2 separate regions of the Mus musculus genome follow, and region 1 is linked to region 2. A link is a contact called in public Hi-C data. All regions are on one chromosome and are shown on one strand. The core of a region is the stretch at or near the end of the contact, and the rest is flanking DNA. Distances in the headings are between cores, read along the strand shown. Region 1 overlaps Gm34194 (a long non-coding RNA gene). Region 2 has its middle 89 kb from the start of Gm34331.

The links. Hi-C and Micro-C count contacts between places; a contact is called where the count stands out from the background.
Region 1: a contact with region 2 is called in a Hi-C map of Sertoli cells, with 3 times the contacts expected there. The contact joins two enhancer-like sites. A contact is called at or near these places in 1 of 15 datasets of contacts at CTCF or cohesin (the NIH/3T3 cell line), 11 of 484 Hi-C or Micro-C datasets (Sertoli cells, cerebral cortex, conventional dendritic cells and 6 more), 8 of 115 datasets of contacts at active chromatin or transcription factors (the NIH/3T3 cell line, cardiomyocytes, embryonic stem cells and 3 more) and 2 of 9 other capture datasets (embryonic stem cells and embryonic tail).

What each region holds. Positions count from the first base shown.
Region 1 is chr1:88,986,447-88,991,649 of GRCm38.p6, forward strand. Gm34194 (a long non-coding RNA gene) reads right to left here. Exons shown (of 9, transcript XR_003947921.1): 4 at 4,564-5,203; 5 at 3,666-3,713; 6 at 2,957-3,028. Among named protein-coding and RNA genes, the nearest start is that of 1700067G17Rik, 27 kb to the right of the region's middle. Within about 2 kb of position 1,760, at least 19 of the 459 cell types and tissues checked have an H3K27ac peak or open chromatin away from gene starts, as enhancers often do. A contact at or near this core is called in Sertoli cells and trophoblast stem cells, where this site is marked.
Region 2 is chr1:89,189,790-89,195,161 of GRCm38.p6, forward strand. No RefSeq gene overlaps it. Among named protein-coding and RNA genes, the nearest start is that of Gm34331, 89 kb to the left of the region's middle. Within about 2 kb of position 1,857, at least 91 of the 459 cell types and tissues checked have an H3K27ac peak or open chromatin away from gene starts, as enhancers often do. A contact at or near this core is called in Sertoli cells and trophoblast stem cells, where this site is marked.

The DNA.
Region 1 (5,203 bases), core at 510-3,009, 200 kb before region 2:
ACAGACGGGCAAAGGACTAGCTTGCACAGACTAAAAAGCCATTCAGCTAGGGACAGTTGTAAGGTGAGTCCTGTGGCCAAGGACTCAACCCCCAACCATTCTTTTTCCTATCTTCTCTCTCGGTTTTCATCTTCTCAGATGTGGCATACTCTATTCTTCACAATGTAGCTGATTTTAACACAAATCTTTATCAGAATGCTTCTGTCTTTCAATTGCCATGTAGAATTGAGTCTCCAGAGTACATAGCATCGTATATTCATCTGGGATATAACTGGTATCCAAGTTGACTCCCAGAAAAACTGTCACACTTAAGTCTTAAAAGTCTGCACCCAAAGGTCTCTTTGTAATGTTCTTTGCTCAAACTGTATGTGTATTTGGACACGTGAACACATGTGTGTACATACATAGAAACTTCTATGTCAAATGATAAGAAAGAGGAAAGAGAGAGTTCTGCTGTTGTTAAGCATGTGTCACAGACACAGATGAGCTAAATTAGCCACCTAAGGAAGTGGTCTAAGCCTCAGACTTTACATGTATTTCTAAGACTCCATTAGGATCACAAACAGAAGAGGAAATCAACTACAGTGGTGTGTGGAGAGCTGTTTGATTTGGAAATTAGGCTCCTTAGATGACCTTAAAGGATAATTGTCCAGACCAAGGGAAAACAGTCTTATGACATCTGAAGCATGCATTGTGTCTACATTCACCCATCCTGCCCTGAAGGGTTACTTTAAAACAGAGAACATGAAGAGCCATCTCAGTTCCCATCCCACCAGCTATGGTCTATTTTAGGCTACAAGAGTCTTTAACCCAGGCTTACATAAGAGAATATCAAAGTCAAGCGCTCTCTCTCTCTCTCTCTCTCTCTCTCTCTCTCTCTGTGTGTGTGTGTGTGTGTGTGTGTGCACGCACATATGAATTCATGCATGTACACATGTGTGCACATCTATATAACATATGTTTATATGTATGTAGAGACCAAGGATCAAGTTCAGGCATTTTTCTTCAAGTTCTCTTTCCCCTTGCTTTAGGGGACAGAGTCTCTCACTAGCCTGGATCTCACTAAGTAGCAGGCTAGACTAGTTGGCCAGAGAGTCCCAGGGATTCTCCTGTCTTTGTCTTCCCTGATGTGGAGTTACAGTGTATTCCGCCATGCCTGGCTTTTTTCTTGGGTTCTGGGACTCAAATTCAAATCTTCATGCTCACAAGGCAAACCCTTCACCCACTGAGTCATCCCTCCATCCCTATAGCTTGTTTCTTATTCTCTGTGAGGCCATTCATCCTTCGGGTCAAGTTTCCCTAAAGTTCACACCAGACATAGACAATGACCTTGACAGTGCAAGCATAGAGAGTTCAGTGTAGCCACTGAAGTAGCTAGTGCACTTGAAGTGTCCTTTAAGCCTCCTGTGTCATCCCATACACAGATTCTTACAGCAAAGTAAAGAATCTTTCACTGGTCCTCATAGCACCCAATTCCTATAAAACAAACTGGCAGAGCCACAGTTTGGTGACCATTAAGAGTAGTCATTAGTCTGCAGCTTTCAACTAAGGAGACTTGTCCTTGCAATGGCTCTTTTTGCTAATGGGGAATATTTGTATTCAGGAACTGAATGCTTGCTTTTTGAGATTGTTTCCTGGAGCCTCTGACTTGGCCTTGACTCTGAGGAGAAGAGGAAAACACATTCTTCACTGAGTTGCAGGCTGGGCCCTGTGTGTCATCATCCCTAGTATCAAATGTGGCCTTTTATCTGGGGCTTGGGCAAAAGGAGAAGGAACTGACTGCTCCCTCCTCTGGGTCCTTGACACTCTTTGGTCCCACACTGTGTTCATGCATACCCAGCCTTCAGTATGAGTGTGAACCAACTCCCCAGCCCCCAAAGGCAAAGCTCAGGGAAAGACAAGGCACACTAGGGATGTTCTGAAATAGGCAGGGACTTGATCTCTTTCTCACTTTCCCTTCTCTGTGTGTATTTGGGGTGGGGGGTGTCCTGGCCCTGTAAAACCACTGGACTCAGGAAGATAGCTGACTCATGATCCAGGAATTTTTCTCTGTTCCTGGAATACCCACAGAGAAAAGGAAACTAGAATCTGGCATCTTTCTGAGAGCCAGGGGCAAGCAGGGGAGCCAAGCAATGGTCCTCCTTCCAGGACTGCACATGTGTTTGCCTCCTGGGGGTGTGGCTGTTCATTCTGCCTGAACATGCTGGGCAAGAATAAAGCATAATGCAATCAGCATATGTGTCTAATATGGACTCCTGGAGAGAGGGCTTGTGAACAGGGAGTGATTTTTGGTACTGAATCCAAAAGGTAAGTAGTACTTACCTTTTAAACAAGATGTCAGTAGGTTGGTGCAATCATCTGAATAGGAATGGCCCCCATAGGCTCATATATTTGAATGCTTAGTTGCTAGGGAGTGGCACTATTTTTAATTTTTATTTATGTATATTTTTATGTGTATGAGTACTCTGTCTGTCTGAATGCTTAAATGCAAGAAGACGCCATTAGATCCCATTATAGATGGTCATGAGCTGTTGTGTGGTTGCTGGGAACTAAAGGAGCAAGCAGCCAGTGCTCTTAACCACTGAGCCATCTCTCCAGCCCTGAGTGGCACCATTTCAAATGACTAGAAGGTGTGGTCTTTCTGGGGGAGGTGTATCACTGGAAGTGGGCTTTGAGTTTCAGAATCCCATGCCAGGCTCAGAAGCTCTCCTTCTCTCTGCCTGTGAATCCCGATGCAGCTCTCAACTACTTCTCCAGCACCACGTCTGCCTGCATGGCTCTGTACTCCATCATGATGATAATGGACTAAGCCTCTCAAACTGTAAGCCAGCCCCCAATTAAACATTTTCATTTTTAAGAGTTGTCCTGGTCAAAGTGTCTCTTCACAGCAATAGAACAGGAGCAAAGACAAGATGCAGGCCCATTTTCCTGCATATCAATATCCCATATCACTCACCAAGACAACTGTCCAAGATCAGCAAACAGCCTGTGCTTTGTTAAAGAAGGAGGAGACCTTCATGAGCAGCCTCTGCAAAGGGATGGATCAGACCTCAGAACACTGCACTGGTGAGATTCCGTTTTTAAAAAAGAATTATACACGTAGACTGGCATAAATGTGCGCAGAGATAGAGTCTAAATCGGACAGAGAAAACCTCCAAAAGGAGAAGCCATGGCTTTGCATTACAAGTGGTGAGGCTGGGACTTGGGACACGGGACACAGAACTGGTAAATTGTTCCTTGTATTTCAAACTTCCATACAGACAGAAGATTCTATGATAATTACATACAATTTTAATAAACTGAGTCTCAGAGTGATGTCCTTTATGAATCATTCAAATGCTAAAATGGTTTTCAAATGCTACTAATTAAATGCTATTATAACACAAAGGCAGAGTTATACACACAAGAATATGGACATAGGTCACCTACAAACCATCCAGAGTGTAATGATCAAAGTTAAAACAACTCATTCTCCCTACCCCCAAAAAAGGCCAATATGACATTTTGAAATGCATAATACCCAGATCGTGTTGTGACCGTCTGGCCACTGAGGTCTTCCAAAGATGCTACAGAAGGGGCTCATGGGGGCACTTTGAACTTTCCTAGGTGAGGTGACATTATGTGATTCCTCAAGCCTGGTTAGACTGTGGGGACAAATTACTCACCAGCTCTTGCTGACTTGTCTCAGCCTGAAGGACCAAGGGTGACACCAGCTGAATTAGTAAAATGTGGGGAAAAAAAAAACACATTAAGTTCCAAGTTTTCCTTTCCCACCCCAACTCCCAGAATGACGACTCCAAGACTACTTAGGTGTGGTAAGTTCTTCCTGGAGAAATTGCTTTGTCAGAGGACATGAGAATTTTCTATGTTGGCAGATCTTTCCATGGGATTGAAAGTTGAATCCCCCCCCCCCCACCCAAAGGTGTATGTGTGAGGCTTTAGACTGTTCACATCCTGGTTTAAATATGCGGTAGTATCTTAACTTATTTAACCATTTAAACTATTCTGTCTACCACTTGGTTAGTTACCTCTCTTCAGTCCCAGCTTGCTTCTTCCTTCTCATCTCCCCAATGTCTCCCTGAGTTCATCTACTGCTGGTTTACGTCCATCTCCTCTCTGCTCTCTTGAATCCCTCTTTTATATGACACTATTACCCAGAGTCTTTTCTCTTCCTCCCAGGAAGCTCATTGGCCATCGGCTTTTTTGATTGACAGGTGATGCTTATAAGAAGTTCTCTCTACAGTCAAATTTCTTGTTACAGTGATCAAACACCCGAGAAAAAGGTGTGGAAAAGGGGTTTATTTTGTCTTTTGCTCCATCATATCGTGGAAAGCATGGTGGCACATCTTCATCTATAGTCAGGAAGCAGAGAGTGGCAAGAAGTGGGGCTGAACAGGACAGCCCCACAGCCTGCCATCGGTGGTCCACTCCCTCCAGCAAGGCTCTACCTCCTAAAGGTTCCACAACTTTCCAACCAGTACAACAATCTGGAGACCAGCTATCCAAACACATGAGCCTGGGGGGAGGCATTTCACATCAAGCCACAAAATTAGAGAAATTTACCTTTGCTGCAAGTCCTTTCCAAGGTGGAACTCCTTCCCGTGTCCATTTTCCTCTTGGTGAGCATGCTGGAGACCATCATGTCTCCCACAGAGCAGAAGTGAGCTTGAGGAAGGCAAAGCCCTCTTGCTGGCCTTGAGCAGCACGTCCAGAAAGCTTCACAGCTGACAGAAGAGTGCTGGCTGCTTCTGGTTCCGTCTTTATAGAAGCCATGTAGCTGCTTTTGGGGGGTGCTGTTGCCTTTACTCAGCTGAGGTAACTGGAGCCTCCATAAGAGACATGATCTGCCTTGGTTTGTGCCACTGGGACCAACGTGGGTTCTTAGCAGCCTACTACCACATATTTAAGCCACGATGTGAACAGTCTGAAGCCTCACACATACACCTTTCGGTGGGAGGATTCAACTTTCAATCCCATGGAAAGATCTGCCAACATAGGAAATTCTCATGTCCTCTGACAAAGCAATTTCTCCAGGAAGAACTTTCCACATAAATGCAGTCAAGTATGAAAGGATATATGAATGCCTATATGTGTCCCAGAATCATTTGCATCAAATGGACATTAAAGATGGTCCCTCTTGGAGTACATTCTATAGGCTTGGGCTTCCTCTAAAAGGTGGTACAAAAGACAGCAGCCACTGGAA
Region 2 (5,372 bases), core at 607-3,106:
ACTACCCTCTTAACTCCCCTCTGCATGCCCTGAATAAACTCTATTTTATACTATACCTTTGTGTGGCTGGTCCCCCAGCGGGGAGGGATGCCTTGGTATGGGCCTGTAGAGACACTCCCTTCCCCTCCATACTGCATCACACTTCCATAGAACATATTCCCTTCTCTTTATATTTTTTATAAACACATCAATAATTTCAGCTCTTGGGAGAAATTGACATCTTGTGTGTACTCCACAACATCTAAGAGAAAGTCCCCAGTTCTCAGGCTCTGTGGGGCAGGTGACATACCTACCACAGCCAGAGGACAAGCCTATTTTGTACAAGAAGCCAGCACCAACCTTAGTGTAAAAGGCAGTTTAAGGAGTCTGTTATGGGCCACCGAGGAAGATGCCCTATCACATAAAACCTTCAATCCATTCTATCCAGCCTAACACAGTTCACATGTCAGGGCTACCCACACATGGTTTCTCAGAAAGGGAAGCCACATTTCCAGCCGTCACATTGAACTAAGATTGTTTAAGGAGCTGAGACAAACCTCTGGATTAGCTTTATGTATCCAGAAAATTAAATTAACTAAAGCGTTGGCCCCCAAGGCAGCCGGAGAATCCGTTTCATTTTGTAAATCCAGATCTCCAAAAGCCAAAATGCATGCTCTGTGAATGGGGCCCCATGACTCTCTTCCAATCCCTTAAGCTTTCTAAAATCATTATGTATTATGCTGATAAAATAATTTACCCAGGGCTAGTTCACGGTGGAATGGTATCTCAGTGCACAGTCATTTTCTTAGACTAAAGTACCATTTCTCCTTAACGACAACGCAGCAGCGGAGGCAAATGTATTTGGAGTAATTCATTATCCTCCCTACAGTCCGGGAGATTTGCTCAAGGGGTCTTTGGCTCAAGGTCAGGTGACTGAGACCCGAGAATTGCAGAGGGAACCAAGTCAGCCATGAGGTAAAGCATCAAAGCAGAGCCTTGGAGATAAGGGGACAGGAAAGGGGGCTTCTTGTGTACAAAATTCCTTGGGAAGGATTTCCCGTCTTGTAAGAGCATTTATGCAGCTAGGTCTCAGCGTCACACCATGTTGAATAAATAAACCGGCCTCGGAACATCTGCTTCCTGGATTTGGAACTTATTATTGACTTAATCCCATAGTTTGGCCCAGGGGTGTTTTTTTTTTTTTTTTTTTATTAATTAAAAGCGGAAGTCCATATTTTTTTCACCATGGAATTTCCAAATCATCAAAGTACAAGACAGAAGTTTCTAGAATGGCTTTGATTCTTACCCTCCCCCTCCCCCTCCCCTCCCCCTCCCCCTCCCCCTCCCCTCCCCCAGGGCATTCAGCACTGAAAGAGACCAGAGGTCACTCAGGGGAGGAGGGATCCAGAGCCAACAGGTTGAGACTAGAAGAGAGGTGGGGGCGGCTATGGGCAAGTTCAGTTTTATAGAGGCTTAGAAGGTGAAGGTTTCTGGACGCCTTGGAGACTAGCTACTGCCTTGGCCGCTGGGGAGGAGGCTGATAAGCTGAAATCACATTCCAAGCATGCCATTCCAGAAGGAGGGTAAGAGTGCTCAGCAAAGTCAGCTTCAAAGAGGGGTCTGCATCTTATCTCAGTGAGAAATTGCTGAGACTTGAAGAACCACTAAAGGCCAGTGCCCTTACAGATTTCTCTGTCAAAATTTCTATCCGAAATGACGTCAAGATTGCACTAAGAGAACCGCAGTGACCCGCTGTGGAAAGCAGATTGCAGGGTTGGAAAGATTAAGAACACTTACTTCGCGCTCTTGGAGAGGACCCCAGCGGATTTCCACTGTGAGTCACAAACATTTCTAACCCCAGCTCAGAGGGATCTGGCGCCCTCTTCTGACCTTTGCAGGCACTGCATGCACATAGTCCACTTAATGCACTCAAATATGAATACAGGACTGGAGAGAGGGCTCAGTAGTTAAGAACATTGACTCTTCTTTCAGACAACCTAGGTTTAATTCCATCACCCACATGGCAGCTCAAAACTGCCGGAAAACTCCAGGTCCATGGGACCTGACTCCCTCTACTGGCCTCTTTGGGTACTAAGCAGGAAAGCTGTGCAAACATACAGGTGGGCAAACACACACACACACACACACACATCCTCATAAAATGAATAAACCTTAAAAGAAAATGGATGTCATGTCAGCAGACTCTAGGGTGTTCTAGAACACCCTGTGACAGCAGCCAAATGGTGTGGAGTCCCCTCCTCTAAAGGGACAAGAGAGACAAGACAGAGAGCACCTTTCCAGGTCAGATGTTCTGTGAGATACCGTATCTAGGTGACCTTGAATCCACGGCTCCATAGTGTCAACAGGTGACCACATGGCTGGGCCTCGAGAAAGTTCTGTATGAACTGCAGGTGAGCCTGGGAGAAAGATCTGCCTTCAAGCCGGGGAACCTTGGTTGGCCTTCAAAGCAAGGTTAAATCAAGAAATCTGTTCTGCCCTCAAAGATATTGCCACCTGAATTTTCCTCTCCTAGAAGACTCTAAAACACCAGATCCTCTCTGAGAGGCTACACACTTCTTCCAGGAACTCTCCAGAGCAGAGTTGAGCAGGAGGTGTCTGCGGCAGGGTTTGCCTGCAGCTAGACGTCTCTCTGCCTTTCACAGCTGATAAGGCTGGAAAATCTAATCAAGACATTTTAAGTAGCAAGAAAGGAAGGAAGTCCCAGACACTCCTACTTGGGACCTGACTCTCAGCAGCTAAGATAAGAGAGTCAACCAGTCCCACCGAGGCAGGGTCTATGGGGATCAGGGCTTCTGTTCAAGGCTGGAGCTGGGTGAAGTCGGCAAAGAAATGTACAGCAAGCATTCGCCTGAGGAAGTAGCTTATGAACAGTCTCCCAGTCAGAAAGTGATGGGGCCCCAGGGCACTGGTGGAAGCCAGAAGGGTGGATCACCTGCCAGCCAATCAGACAAGGAAGACTCTGCACTGGTGTCAGTCTGGGTCCCTCGCTGATGTGCTTGAACTGTGGGAATCCAAGTACTCGCCTCTCCCGTCCCCTCTCTGCCTGTGTTAATGACTGCTTGCTTGCCTAGGGTCATTGCTCCTCCATGAACCACCCATCTACTAGACCTTTGACGTTCTTCCCAGCTTTTCCTGCTTTTTAAAGGATACAAATCATGGGATCCCCAACACCCCAAGTAGCACACATTGTACTCATGAAACATGAGCATAGCCACTAGGCACTCACCGGACTCAGAGACCACAAGTGCAGTTCCTCCCTCCGCCATAAGGTGGCAGTGTTTTAAATCCAGCCTCTCATCGGAGGCCTCTGGTCCACCAAGATGCTTAGATCTGGATTTGGGCCCCACAGCTTCTTGGGAATAAGGAACTAGATCGTCTTCTAAGAAATATTTGTTTCTTTCTATGTTTCTTTGCTTCTTTCTTTTCCTTACATCCGTTGCTACTTTGTTTGTTTGTTTGTTTGTTTGAGATAAGCTCTCAAACTGGCCTTGACCCCATTAATGAGGAATCCATGGGCCTCACCTCTCAAAAGTTGAGACTAGGGGCTGGTGAGATGGCTCAGCCAAAAAGAGCACCCGACTGCTCTTCCAAAGGTCCTGAGTTCAAATCCCAGCAACCACATGGTGGCTCGCAACCATCCATAAGGAGATCTGACTCCCTCTTCTGGAGTGTCTAAAGATAGATACAGTGTACTTACATATAACAAATAAAAAAATCTTAAAAAAAAAGTTGAGACTAGAGGTATGTGCCACCACACCCAGCTATCTAAGCGACATTTCAAGATTTCCAGAGGTCCTAAGCTGCCTAGGAATTTGCATTTTTTAACGAATCCTTTAAGTGATTTCTAAATAAAATCAGTCTCCAATGCAGGAATCAAGCAGCACCCACACACACCTCAAGAAGTCGAGTTTTATGAAAGTGAACAGCTTTCAACTCCAAATAGCAGCGAGAGAGTGGGCGGCTGGAGGAGGGGCAGCTGCTGACGATGAGGAAAGGGGGAGGGGTCTCCATGGAGAAGTTGACATTCATAAAACAGTGCTTTAAGCAAATGAAACTTGCCTGAGAAGTAAGTCAATGATCCAAAAGAGAAGACAGAAAAGTTACAGTCCAACTCTACACCCCAACCCCACCCCTGCAAAGCACATCCCACCACCCGTCTCCTCGTACAGCTGGAATCTATTTAGAAGATAATGGGGGAGATATTTTACAGGTCTTGATCCATTTAGAAATAACAGATTCATTAAATTATCACCAGGCTCCATCAACTCTTCCCCTGAACCCCCTGCAGGCAGAATACCTCCCACCAATGTCCTCACCATGGTGCCCAAGACCCAAGGATATGTGATGTTTCATGACAAAAGGAGTTTTGCGAGCAGGGTTGAGTTGACAGAATTTAAAATAGGGAGGGTGAGCCTGGACTACACAGGTAAGCCTAACCTGAATGCATAGAACCTCTCTAGCTGCAGTCCTAAGATAATAACACCTGTAAAAATGTAGGAGGGTGTGAAGGACGAGACTCATCCTCTGCTGATGGCGGGACCACCGGAAAAGGAGAAACAAAAACAAAAACAAAAACGTGGGCAGCCAATAAGAAACACATTTGAGAAAAGGCTTCCTGCTTGGCAACCACATAGCTGCTGGCCCCTGGCTTCCGGGGGTTGGCACTGACCTGTGGGACTACGATATGAAAAGGGATAAGTTTTCCACACCATGTTCGTGATGTTTGTTCTCACGTGCTGTGGGGGCGGTGAACAAGGGGAGTCTGAAGTGCACACTCGACACGGCCTCACCTAAAACACATTAAACTAACTCCTGGGTGGTCACGTGGCCAGGCCATCCCTCCGCGGCAAGGTCCAGCCCAACCTGCGGGACCATGGAGAGGAAAGAATTCCTATGATGCTTCTGGGAAAGACCCGATAAGAGGAGGGGCCACAAACTGAAGGGTTGGCTGGGTGGCTCCTGTAGTGCAGATGGCCCAGCTGTCCCCTGGGCAGCTCAGGCTGAGGTTTCTTTTAGGAAGAGCTAACGGAGCTTGGGCTGTCAGTTCCAAATCCAGCCTTTACTCCCAGAAACTAATGCCTTTGTCCTTGCTGGCTTCTTGTGGCTATTGTCCATTTCCTGGTCGTTCCCTACCAGAGTTCAGGGTATGGCTGGGTTGTTAGTAGGATAGCGCTGCCTCTGACTTCTAATTTTACCCAGACAATGTATCCAAGTCTTTACACTTCGCGTCCTTACTTGTGAAATATGGTGACACAGTACAACACCCTCCCACGCTCCTGAAGTTTCTCTTTCTGAGGTTCCAGTGAAGCCATGATTGGCTGAGGTTCAAAAGTATTCGATGGAAAACTCTAGAAATAAACACTTCATAAGTT